Regions from separate parts of the Zea mays genome. Here region 1 is linked to region 2. The links are chromatin contacts, called in public Hi-C maps. All regions are on one chromosome and are shown on one strand. The core of a region is the stretch at or near the end of the contact, and the rest is flanking DNA. Distances in the headings are between cores, read along the strand shown. Region 1 holds the start of LOC103636052 (inactive protein kinase SELMODRAFT_444075). Region 2 holds the start of LOC100286248 (pop3 peptide).

Region 1 (5,331 bases), core at 2,290-4,789, 130 kb after region 2:
TGGTCCAAGATTAACCTTTAAAATTGTGAGTTAACAGTTTCTGTTAGTGCCTTGCCTTTTAGACTATTGCAATTATTTTTAGAGGTAACAAAACTATGACGAGCTAACATAAACATTATTCATTCTATTATGTAAATAAACTCATAATAAACCATATGAGACAAAGAAATGTAAGGTGCACAATCCACGAGGAATAATACTGAGAAGCACAATTATGCATTTCTATTTGTTATATTGATAGGCCTTGATCGTCTTGCTTGATAACGTAGATGATACAATAGCCCAAGTTATTATTTGACCCTTATTGTTGCCTCTGCAGGTAAAGCCAACAAAATTCAATATTTACAATAACTCTATGTGTATAGGGTTTGCAGGATAAGATTAAGCAGCTCTAAGACTAAGATAGTTGCCATCGATCTTGCCATAATTTTTACTTGAGCTGAGCAGATAACAAGCGGCTTGAGGTATTGATATTTATTTTTCTGTCTCGTTTAATCTATTTGTTCTACTAATTTCAAAACAGTTAGTGCTTCTGCATCTCATCATAGATCCTAAATACTTCCTTTGTCAAAGCTTTCACTTGTGTGAAGGTAATGATTCTTTGATTATGCACTAATCTTATATGTGTTTCTACATTGCATTCATTTATCAAATCTGTAAGATGCATTCTACCATTTCATGATGTCCCTTATTTACATGTGTAAAATGATCCACATCAATAAAAACCGCTCCTTCGTATTCTGAAGCAAAATAACAAGCTTACATGCGCTTACTGATATACTCCCTGTTCTTACCGCTAGGGTCTCATGGCCTACGCGCAGACAGACTCCAGGAAGATGTTGGCCTTCTGCTTCTCCATCACCGTCGTTATCATGCAGCCTACTGGAATGCCACAGCGGGACAGGAATATGAGGATGAGCAGGTGAGCCTCCCTTACTTTTTTGCAACTGATATATTCCTCTTATAATTCCAGTACAATTACTTTTTGCAATACACATACGTGCTTCTACATCTCTTTTTCTATCTCTCTCTTTTTATCCAGATGAATGTTAGCCTCGTCATGATATATGGCCTGGGCATCTGCATCCTTTTGCACAAAAAACTTAAACTATGTAGCATGTCCAGGACCGGGCCTGAGAAATTTGAGGCCCTATGCCAAATCTAAAGCAGTGTAATCTATATTTTGTTATTAAAAAACAGTAATAACAATCTACAAGTTACAATAATTTATATTGTAACAGAATATCTAAAGAAACATATCCATTTATTTGAATAACATCGTTCTTTTGGTGGGTTTTAAAGAAAATCTTGTACGATATGCTTATATTCGATCTTATCCAACGCTTCACTCTCGAGTGTTATTGTGTCTAAATAATACATTTTTTGTGTCATAGTAAAACACAAATATAAATTTAGTAGCTTTAATTTAGAGAACTTCGTTCATGCGAACAAACATGTTAAGATCCTATAAAGATTCATTTTTTTGTTGCAACGCTCGATAGTTCCACCTCAGCGCAGCAGCATGGTAGGGAGAAAAATATGTGCTACATATTAATATGTGTTGTAAAAAATCATAAAACTAGAATAGATCTGCTAAGTTTTGGGACCCTCAATTTTTGGAGCCCCTGTGCGAGCGCACGACTCGCACATGCCTAGGTCCGGCCTTGAGCATGTTCTTGCTAATAGAGAAACAAGCCATGGCAGTTGGAAATGATATGATCTTCTTATATAGGAGTAGTTATCTACTGTGAATCTGAGAGACATACTATGCTCTTAACAGTGTTCATTTTCTTTTGAAACAAGCACGTATGTGTCATACATGCACATACTGTCTTTCTTGCTTCCAAGACTGGCTTCCAAGCTTTCACTAGAGGAGTAAACTCTGTTTCGTTTCTTTTTTTCTGACAGGCGCAAGATGACTGCAAGTGGCACCGGATCCCGATGTTCGGCGACTGGAACCTGCGGGATGACATGCCCGTCACCCAATACTTGCAAGCAGGGACCTTCTTCATCATTGTGCCACCGGCAGAGAAGGACAGCGACGAGGATCTCTTCAAGGTGCCCCCAGTGTTTCTCTGCCAAGCCCTACAACTACAAGAAGGTGAAACAAAACAGGACACTGCATTAGTTTCTCTCGCCAATTAATTACACTCAGGGGGAAAAAGTTTTCTTCCACCAGCTATGAAGATAGTATTAGTTAGCAATGTTTCATATTTCCGTTTCATATCTCCATTTCCATATACATTATACCCAGTCGGCACTAGCGAGCAATGAGAAAGATACTGAACAATTCTACGATCCAAGAATAGAATTATAATCATTGAAACTCTGCTGCTACTGTTACTTGGTTCATAGGCTGATATATACATCCAAGCTCGCCCGCACCGCCACCTCCACAGTCTATCATGGTGCTTTTGATCTTGCTTGGCAGAACCAACAGTGATGTATATATAGGTCATTTTGCCTAATTTGCATGAATATGGCAATGTTTAGTTGTAAGGCTGTATAAATGGTTGGTTAGGGCTGTTGATTTTCTGATTGTGATAAAAACTAAGAACTCATGAATTTGTTTCAGTTCTAGGAGCTAGCTCAGGCTTATGAGGTCCTCAGTGATCCTAAAAATCAAGAGTTCTATGATGGTAGTGTTCTTAATCACTTTTATGCTTTTTGTTAGTGATGAACTGAAGTTTTTAATCTTTGCACATGTCTTTCCCAGACGGAGACAACATAATCCTACACCCGTTTCATTATTGGAGATTGGAGTAATGCGGTGACATATGTATGGTTCTCTTCTTAAAGCTGTAAGACTAAGGAGCACCTTTTTTCCCTTCGAACAAGGTGACAAGTCATTATGAGTTTATCATAGTGATTTGCTTGTTTTCTGCATAACATATGTCCATACATATGTTATAGTTGTACTATTTTTACCCCGTTGCAACGTACGGGTATTTACCTAGTTACCTAATATGTGTAATGTTTGTTTTCATATAATCGTTGTACAGTGGTGTTAAATAAAAGGACAGACCCTAGCGGGTGTCTCTTAAAGCATGTAAAAATTGAGTTAAATTCTTTTGGCAAGCAGCACTGGGTGAACCCAGAATCAATGGCAAGTGGCAACAGAGACCAGATCAAAACCCTGGGATCCAGCGTTGGCAGCGGCTGCAACAAACTCAAGCAGCAAGCACTTGGTACACCACGTCCACGGGGACCATTTCACTGTCCACTGGACACACACAGGGCGCCCCTGACGCCTCCGCGCGCCGGACCGCACCCCCGCCACGACTCCTCTCTGATCCTGCCAGGTGGTCCCTGGCTAAGGACAGCCTGCTCGGCCCACGAGGGCACCCTGGGCAGCATTTACTCTATGGCTTCATTGGCCGTTAGATTGCAAACCGACGGCAGTTACTCTCTGCCCCGTCAGCCGGTTTTTAAATGCGTTTTCCCATTCAGGGAGGGAGTGGCATAGCTAGTAATATTTGAAAATACGGAAGGGCGAAGAGGGTAATTCTTCGGTTGAAAGGGTCGAAGGCGATCGGGGCTGCGGTTGAAGGTCGTGGAAGTCAGGAAGTGGGAAGTAGTAGCTGAGGGAGCCAGAGGTTCGCGCGGAGCAATGGAGCTCTTTAATAGCTTCGGCGCATTCACCGCTTTAATGGCCACTTCTTCCAACGCCTCTGTCCCGGCTTCCACGCGTTCTCAGTGAGGGCTAGGGTTTGCCCGCGCCGCGTCGCTCGGCAAGGAGGAGGACAGGGTGCGCTGCCGTCGGCGGCGGAGGCGCGGAGCTCGTTCGTCGCCGTCGCGCCCCCCTGGTGCGTCTCTTTCCCTTCGGTGACTCTGGTTTTCCGGTTCCGCCTTCGTTTGAGGGCGGGGTGTGAATTCGGCGCCGCTCAGATGGGAGCTGCAGAAATCGGAACGGTTTTGTCTCCCCTGTTTTTGCAGTTGGTATATCATTCGTTTGTTTATGGAACGAAATGCGAGTCAAATCCAGCGTTGCATTTTTTTTTGGGTGGGGGGGCTGGGGATTTCCTTGTCGGGAGAGAAGAAATTTCGATTCTGGCTTTGATTCCTCCCACATGGAGAGGCCAATTCTGAGGCGCGAAGCGCGGCGAGATCTGCGAGGGCACGTCCGGCTCGAATAATTTGTGACGGCGATTCCTGTGGCGTGCCCCGGAATACTGTGGGTAGGCGGAGGACGAGGCTGCACTGTGCAATCTGACCACCAGCCGAAGCCGAGGGTCCGGGGTCATCTTTCCCGTCTACAGTGCCGGCGACCGCAGCGGTGGTGCCCGCTCCCATCTGCGGCCACCAATAAAGGCTGCGATGGGCGGGACCTAGGCCAACACTTGAACTGGTGGAAAAGGCTGCCTCCTTTTCTAACTCAATCATCTTTACCTGTCGTGTTGCTCGCCTTTTTGGTTCAACTCCGCCTGCCAAGCAGGTTCGGCGTCCAACTCTAGTGGCAACTACCAGTGGTACGGTACTCGCTCGCTTGCTCACTCGTCTCCCCTCCCTGTTGCCATGAGAGCGCGGTTGCTGTGTTGTTTGTACTAGGCGGGCATCAATTCTAGTTTGCTTTGGCTGTTTCTTCTTGGGTCTTAGGTTGTTGAGTTGTTTGCTTTGGCAGTTGGGTTTTCTGGCTTAGTGCTTCTGGATTTGTAGGCATCGCTGGTTGTCTAGAGGAAGAAGATGATTGTGGGCTCTTCCCAGCAGCAGCTGCTGCTGCAGAGGAAGGGGAAGCCCGTGGCTGGCAAGGGAGCGGCCTCCATGACCGTGAAGGCAGAGAAGGTGGTGGTCGCGGTAAGGGCAGCCACGAGGGAGATCTCCAAGACAGCCGTCATCTGGGCGCTCACGCATGTCGTGCAGCCCGGCGGAAGCATCATACTCCTCGTCGTCATCCCGGCACAGAGCTCTGGTATTGTTTCCGCTTTTGGCTTTCCTGTTTGCTTCTGGGCATCAATGAGTGCTCATGTGCACGTTTGCTTGTACTACTAATCATATCCACTTTAGTTACAATGATCACGTAATTCTGTCAATGTTTCTCTCCGGTTTTCCAGTAGTTGCCTGAAAAATATGTGCACGCTTCACCATTTCAGGCAGAAAATTCTGGGGTTTTCCACTGTTTGCCGGAGACTGTGCAAGTGGCCATAAGTCTATGGTGGATCAGAAATGTGATTTATCAGAGTTGTGTTCTCAAATGTTGAAGAAATTGGATGTGTATGATATTGACATGGTTTGACCTGGTGCTAATGCTCGTTTACATGTTTATTAAAATTATCATATACTTGTGTGCTTAATTTATCTGTGCTTCTGTAGATAAATGTAATGTATAAGCTT
Region 2 (5,407 bases), core at 775-3,274:
CGTGGACTCGAAGACGTGCGTGAACCCTTGATGCATGTTTTCTATGCTCACATCAGTTCCCCTACAGATTAAAGAGCACATGAGGAACCTGATAGCACCAAACAGCACGGTAACTTTGCACCAAAGGAACGAGAGAATTACAATGGTGCTGTTCGGTTCAGAAATGCAAATGAGAACGTAAATGTAACCAATATATGTGCACCATTAACGATTCCCAAACAGATGGTTCCTCGTTGTCGTTTGGTTCAGCGTGGGAGTGGAACAAGCAACAGCGTTAACAGTAGCTCATACAGCAGCGGGGCATTCGCGTTTCCACGCTCCTATATATCCGATAACTCCGTAACGGATATAGGTACCTAGTAGTTTGACTATATTACTACGGCACTGGATCCATGAGAGCATAAGCAAAATCACAGGGCTAGCGGTCAAGAATTCACGATCGGTGATTGCGCACGGGGAGAGTCTCAAAACAAAACTGAACTAAACCTGTCACCTAATTCGTCGAGCACCTGGGGTGCGTCAGGGTCCTGGCGGCCGGTGGTGGTGCCAGAAGCAGGGAGGCATACGCAGCAGTCGGCACGGAATCGAGTCCTATCAGTGGAGGTATTGATTACCAGTGGAACGCCTTCATGGAGGGGACCACGCCGACGAGCGCGGCGTATCCTCGGATGAGCTCGTCCAGGCGCTCCTGCGTCACCTCCTCCTTGAAGCTTGCCAGCAGGATGTGCTTCACCACTCCGCCGCCTGCCATCTTCCGGGCTTGTTTCTTGGCTCTGTTCCTCTCCTCTCCAGAATGGTAGGTGCGGTGGGTAGGGTCGCAGGAGTTTGCTACTTTGCTGCGCGACCTGAGAAAATGATTACCAGCTGTTGGCGTGGATCTGAATGTCAATCACTTAGTGTTTGGTTCGGTGTGAACGAGAGATTGGTCAGGATTAATCCTGGACTGACCTCGTTCCTTGTTTTTTGAGAGATGACATCATCCACCATTTTCTAAGAATATTTCTTGACCCTGACTCTAGATTTCTAAATCAAACGCGGGTCAAGTTAAAATGATTTCATCCCATCTCTCTTCGTCCTTCCTCGTCCCTCCATCCAAACACACTTAGTCTATCTTCAGCAACGTTCCCTAAATTTCATCTCCTAAAAAAATATTCATTATCCTTTACAGCACACTCTAAAAATTTCTGTCCTCTATATCTTCTCCTCGAGCAACGTCCTCTAAATTCGGTCATCTATTTCTACAGTGTTAACTGAATACATAAATATCATATTTATTCATTGTTTTTTAATTTTGCACTTGTATTGAAAATACGCCATTAAAAATTGATGAAATAAATATTTTGCAATAAAAAGTTGTAAACGTCTAAATATTATGTAAAAATATAGTATACATATTAGTTAAACTTAAATTTGTGAACAAGTTTCGTAGACCTAGCTTTTAAATATACTATTCTTTTTTTGTGTCCGCATGAATAAATGTACAAAGATTATGCCCGTTTTCTACAATTTTCAAATAAACAGAGAAAAGAATTTCGATTTCACTTTTTTTTGACTTCGCATGCATATTGTTTACTTCTCTCTCTTTCCATTGGTAAAGAGTGCCGAACTACAAACACACCTTTCGTCGAGCACCTAGAGCACACCAGCCACCACCACGACTTGTTGCAGTCGCGAGGCGAGGAACCGTGAATCATATGGCAAGGGGATCGTGAAGCATGTCCACGACGACAGAGGAGAGCTCATCGGCGTGGCTGTGCAGAGAGTCTGCACCGTCGATGGCAGCACCATCGAAGAGCCCAACATCGGCGACGACCGTGTAAGAAGTAGCAGACTACCTGCGCGACGAGCAGCGAGGCGGCGAGGGTCGTCCGACCTTGCCTCCCCGCGCAGCCTCCTCGTCGTCGGTGCTGACCGCCTCCGAGAAAGTCCGTCGGGAACTAGCTGTCGGCATGGACAAGACCTTCGCGATGGGAAGACGCAAGGGAGAAGTTTCCGCCCCAGCGCGAGAGAGGGAGTGAATCGGCGTGTAGCGGACGTCCGAAGATCCGCCACAATTAGCGGCTCTGGCGACGCCCGTAAAATTTAGCGGACGGATTGGAGAACCTTGCTGGAAGTGAAAATGAGCTCTCAGTCTTCCAAATTTAGCGGACAAGACAGTTTACAGACTGTTGTTGGAGACAGCCTTACCGTTCGGTGGTGCCCTCTACGTCGGCACGAACGATCTGCGGCTTTGGATCAGACGATCTGCGACCTAGGCGTAGAAGCGGCTCCTTCCCTGCGTCGCTTCAGACGGTCCGCGCTCTCGGTCGGACGGTCCGTGATAACGCAGAACCGTCTTCTTCCCCGCAGGAGCCTAGATCTCGCCCTTTGAAAGAGAAATCTTAGGATAATCCGAGTCGGCAGGTCACTCGTGGTGTCCCCAGATGAAATAGAGTCGCCTAGAAATTAATATATCAACTCGAAAAAGAGATCTCTTGATTGACAACCAGATCTTACCCCTTGCGAGATAAGATCCTAGGGTTGTCTTGTGGTCGGCAGGCTACTCAAGACGGATCTAGACGATTTAGAGTCAAATAGGTGTGCATGTGGATAAGCGGAAAACTATAACTAGGACTACGTTACATCTACTCCTAGGGCAAAAAAGTTAAAGAAAGTAAATTGGTTCGATTGAAATGTGTTCGGGGGTTCTCAATCGATCGTACCCTTCATATATAAATAGGGGGTATCGACTCATTCCTACACGATAGCTAACAAATCCCACGTTATTAGATGGATAACCACACACGAGATACTGATCGCGGGGCTGAAAGGTAATTAGGCTTACACTTATTTTCCTAATTGATTTTGGTGGTTGAATTGCCCAACACAAATAATTGGACTAACTAGTTTGCTCTAGTGTATAAGTTATACAGGTGCCAAAGGTTCACACTTAGCCAATAAAAAGACCAAGAAATAGGTTCAACAAAGAGAGCAAGGGATAACCGAAGGTTGTCCTGGTCTGGCGCACCGGACTGTCTGGTGTGCCACCGGACAGTGTCCGGTGCACCACCGGACAGTATCCTGTGCACCAGGGGACTTCAAGCCAAACTCTTCACCTTCGGGAAAATTCAGAGGCGCTCCGCTATAATTCACCGGACTGTCCGGTGTACACCAGACAGTGTCCGGTGCTCCAAGGAAGAGCGACTCTGAACTCGCCAGCTTCGGGAATCCGCTCCGCTATAATTCACCGGACATGTCCGGTGCTGTCGGCGTTTCGAGACAGGGGGGTCCCAAAGCCGACGAGTGAGTGTGCTGCGTGCCCCAGCCCAGATGGGTCGAGCGCGTGGGCGAGCGCGAAGGGGGGAGAGGCGAGGTGGCCGGAGTCGAGCGTGAGAGAGGTGGAAGTCCCGCGGCCTTCGTGTTCGTCCCGCGCCCAGGTCGGGTGCGCTTGTAGTAGGGGGGTTACAAGCGTCCACGCGGGTGAGGGAAGCGAGCGGCCCCAAGAGAGCGCCTGTCCCGTCCTCGGTCCCGCGCGGCCAACCTCTTCTAAGAAGGCCCTGGTCCTCCCTTTTATAGTCGTAAGGAGAGGATCCAGGTGTACAATGGGGGGTGTAGCAGAGTGCTACGTGTCTAGCGGAGAGAGAGCTAGCGCCCTAGGTACATGCCAATGTGGCAGCCGGAGAGGTCTTGGCACCTTGCTGGCGTGATGTCGTGGCTGTCGGAGGTGCGACGGAGCCTGGCGGAGGGACAGCTGTTGGAGCGGTCGAGTCCTTGCTGACGTCGCCCTGCTTCCGTAAGAGAGCTGGGGGCCGCCGTCGTCACAGAGCTTGTGGAGCGCCATCATTGCCCATCCGGCGGGGCTGGTCGGATGGGACGCCGGTCTTGTTCTCCGTGACCCGAGTCGATTCGGGGTAGGACGATGATGGCGCTTCCTGTTGACGTGGCGGGTCTGTGCCCTAGGCAGGGTGACGTGGGGGCTCCTCCGAAGCTGAGGTTGAGTCTGTCTTCTGTTGCCGAGGCCGAGTCCGAGCCATGGGGTCGGGCGAGGCGGAGGTCGTTCGGCCGAGGCCAGGGCGGAGTCCGAGCCCTGGGGTCGGGCGAGGCGGAGTTTCGTCGTCTTCCGGGTCTTAGCCCGAGTCCGAGCCCTGGGGTCGGGCGGAGCGGAGTTCGCCGTCTTCCGGGTCTTAGCCCGAGTCCGAGCCCTGGGGTCGGGCGGAGCGGAGTTCGCCGTCTTCCGGGTCTTAGCCCGAGTCCGAGCCCTGGGGTCGGGCGGAGCGGAGTTCGCCGTCTTCCGGGTCTTAGCCCGAGTCCGAGCCCTGGGGTCGGGCGGAGCGGAGTTCGTCGTCTTCCGGGTCTTAGCCCGAGTCCGAGCCCTAGGGTCGGGCGGAGCGGAGTTCGCCGTCTTCCGGGTCTTAGCCCGAGTCCGAGCCCTGGGGTCGGGCGGAGCGGAGTTCGCCGTCTTCCGGGTCTTAGCCCGAGTCCGAGCCCTGGGGTCGGGCGGAGCGGAGTTCGCCGTCTTCCGGGTCTTTGGCAAGGCCTGACTGTCTGTCAGACTCACTCTGTCGAGTGGCACCGCAGTCGGAGTGGCGCAGGCGGCGCTGTCCTTCTGTCAGACTGGTCAGTGGAGCGGTGGAGTGACGGCGGTCACGTCGGCTCTGCCGGGGGGGGGGGGGGGCGCGTGTCAGGATAAAGGTGTCAGGCCACCTTTGCGTTAAATGCTCCTGCAACTCGGTCAGTCGGTGTGGCGATTTAGTCAGGGTTGCTTCTGAGCGAAGCCAAGGCCTCGGGCGAGCCGGTGATGTGTCCGCCGTAAAAAGGGGGGCCTCGGGCGAGACGGAAGTCTCTCGAGGTCGGCTGCCCTTGGCCGAGGCTAGGCTCGGGTGAAGCGTGATCGAGTCACTCGTGTGGACTGATCCCTGACTTAATCGTACCCATCAGGCCTTTGCAGCTTTATGCTGATGGGGGTTACCAGCTGAGAATTAGGCGTCTTGAGGGTACCCCTAATTATGGTCCCCGACAGTAGCCCCCGAGCCTCGAAGGGAGTGTTAGCACTCGCTTGGAGGCTTTCGTCGCACTTTTTTGCAAGGGGACCAGCCTTTCTCGGTTGCATTTTGTTCCGGTGGGTGCGCGCGAGCGCACCCGCCGGGTGTAGCCCCCGAGGCCTCGGAGGAGTGGTTACACTCCTTCGAGGTCTTAATACCTTGCGTAATGCTTCGGCTGGTCTGGTTGTTCCCTCATGCGAACTGGCCGTAGCCCGGGTGCACGGTCGGGGCCCAAGCTCTCGGGCTGGTATGTTGACGCTGTCAACGGTTTGGCCGGAGCCGGTTTTTGCGAGAGCAGCCCCCGAGCCTCTGCACAGGGCGAGAGGACGATCAGGGACAGACTCGACTTTTTACATACGCCCCTACGTCGCCTTTCCGCAAGGAGG

What was found. Hi-C and Micro-C count contacts between places; a contact is called where the count stands out from the background.
Region 1: a contact with region 2 is called in a Hi-C map of leaf, with 9 times the contacts expected there. The contact joins the promoter of LOC103636052 here to the promoter of LOC100286248 in region 2. A contact is called at or near these places in 16 of 25 Hi-C or Micro-C datasets (bundle sheath, ear, endosperm and 6 more) and 1 of 3 datasets of contacts at active chromatin or transcription factors (shoot).

What each region holds. Positions count from the first base shown.
Region 1 is chr8:145,501,158-145,506,488 of Zm-B73-REFERENCE-NAM-5.0, forward strand. LOC103636052 (inactive protein kinase SELMODRAFT_444075) reads left to right here and starts at 3,540. Exons shown (of 12, transcript XM_020542447.3): 1 at 3,540-3,806; 2 at 4,657-4,909; 3 at 5,091-5,227; 4 at 5,311-5,331. The coding sequence starts at 4,684.
Region 2 is chr8:145,369,568-145,374,974 of Zm-B73-REFERENCE-NAM-5.0, forward strand. It overlaps LOC100286248 (pop3 peptide), which reads right to left and starts at 2,025. Exons shown (of 3, transcript NM_001358234.1): 1 at 1,836-2,025; 2 at 615-845; 3 at 1-61. The coding sequence starts at 1,951.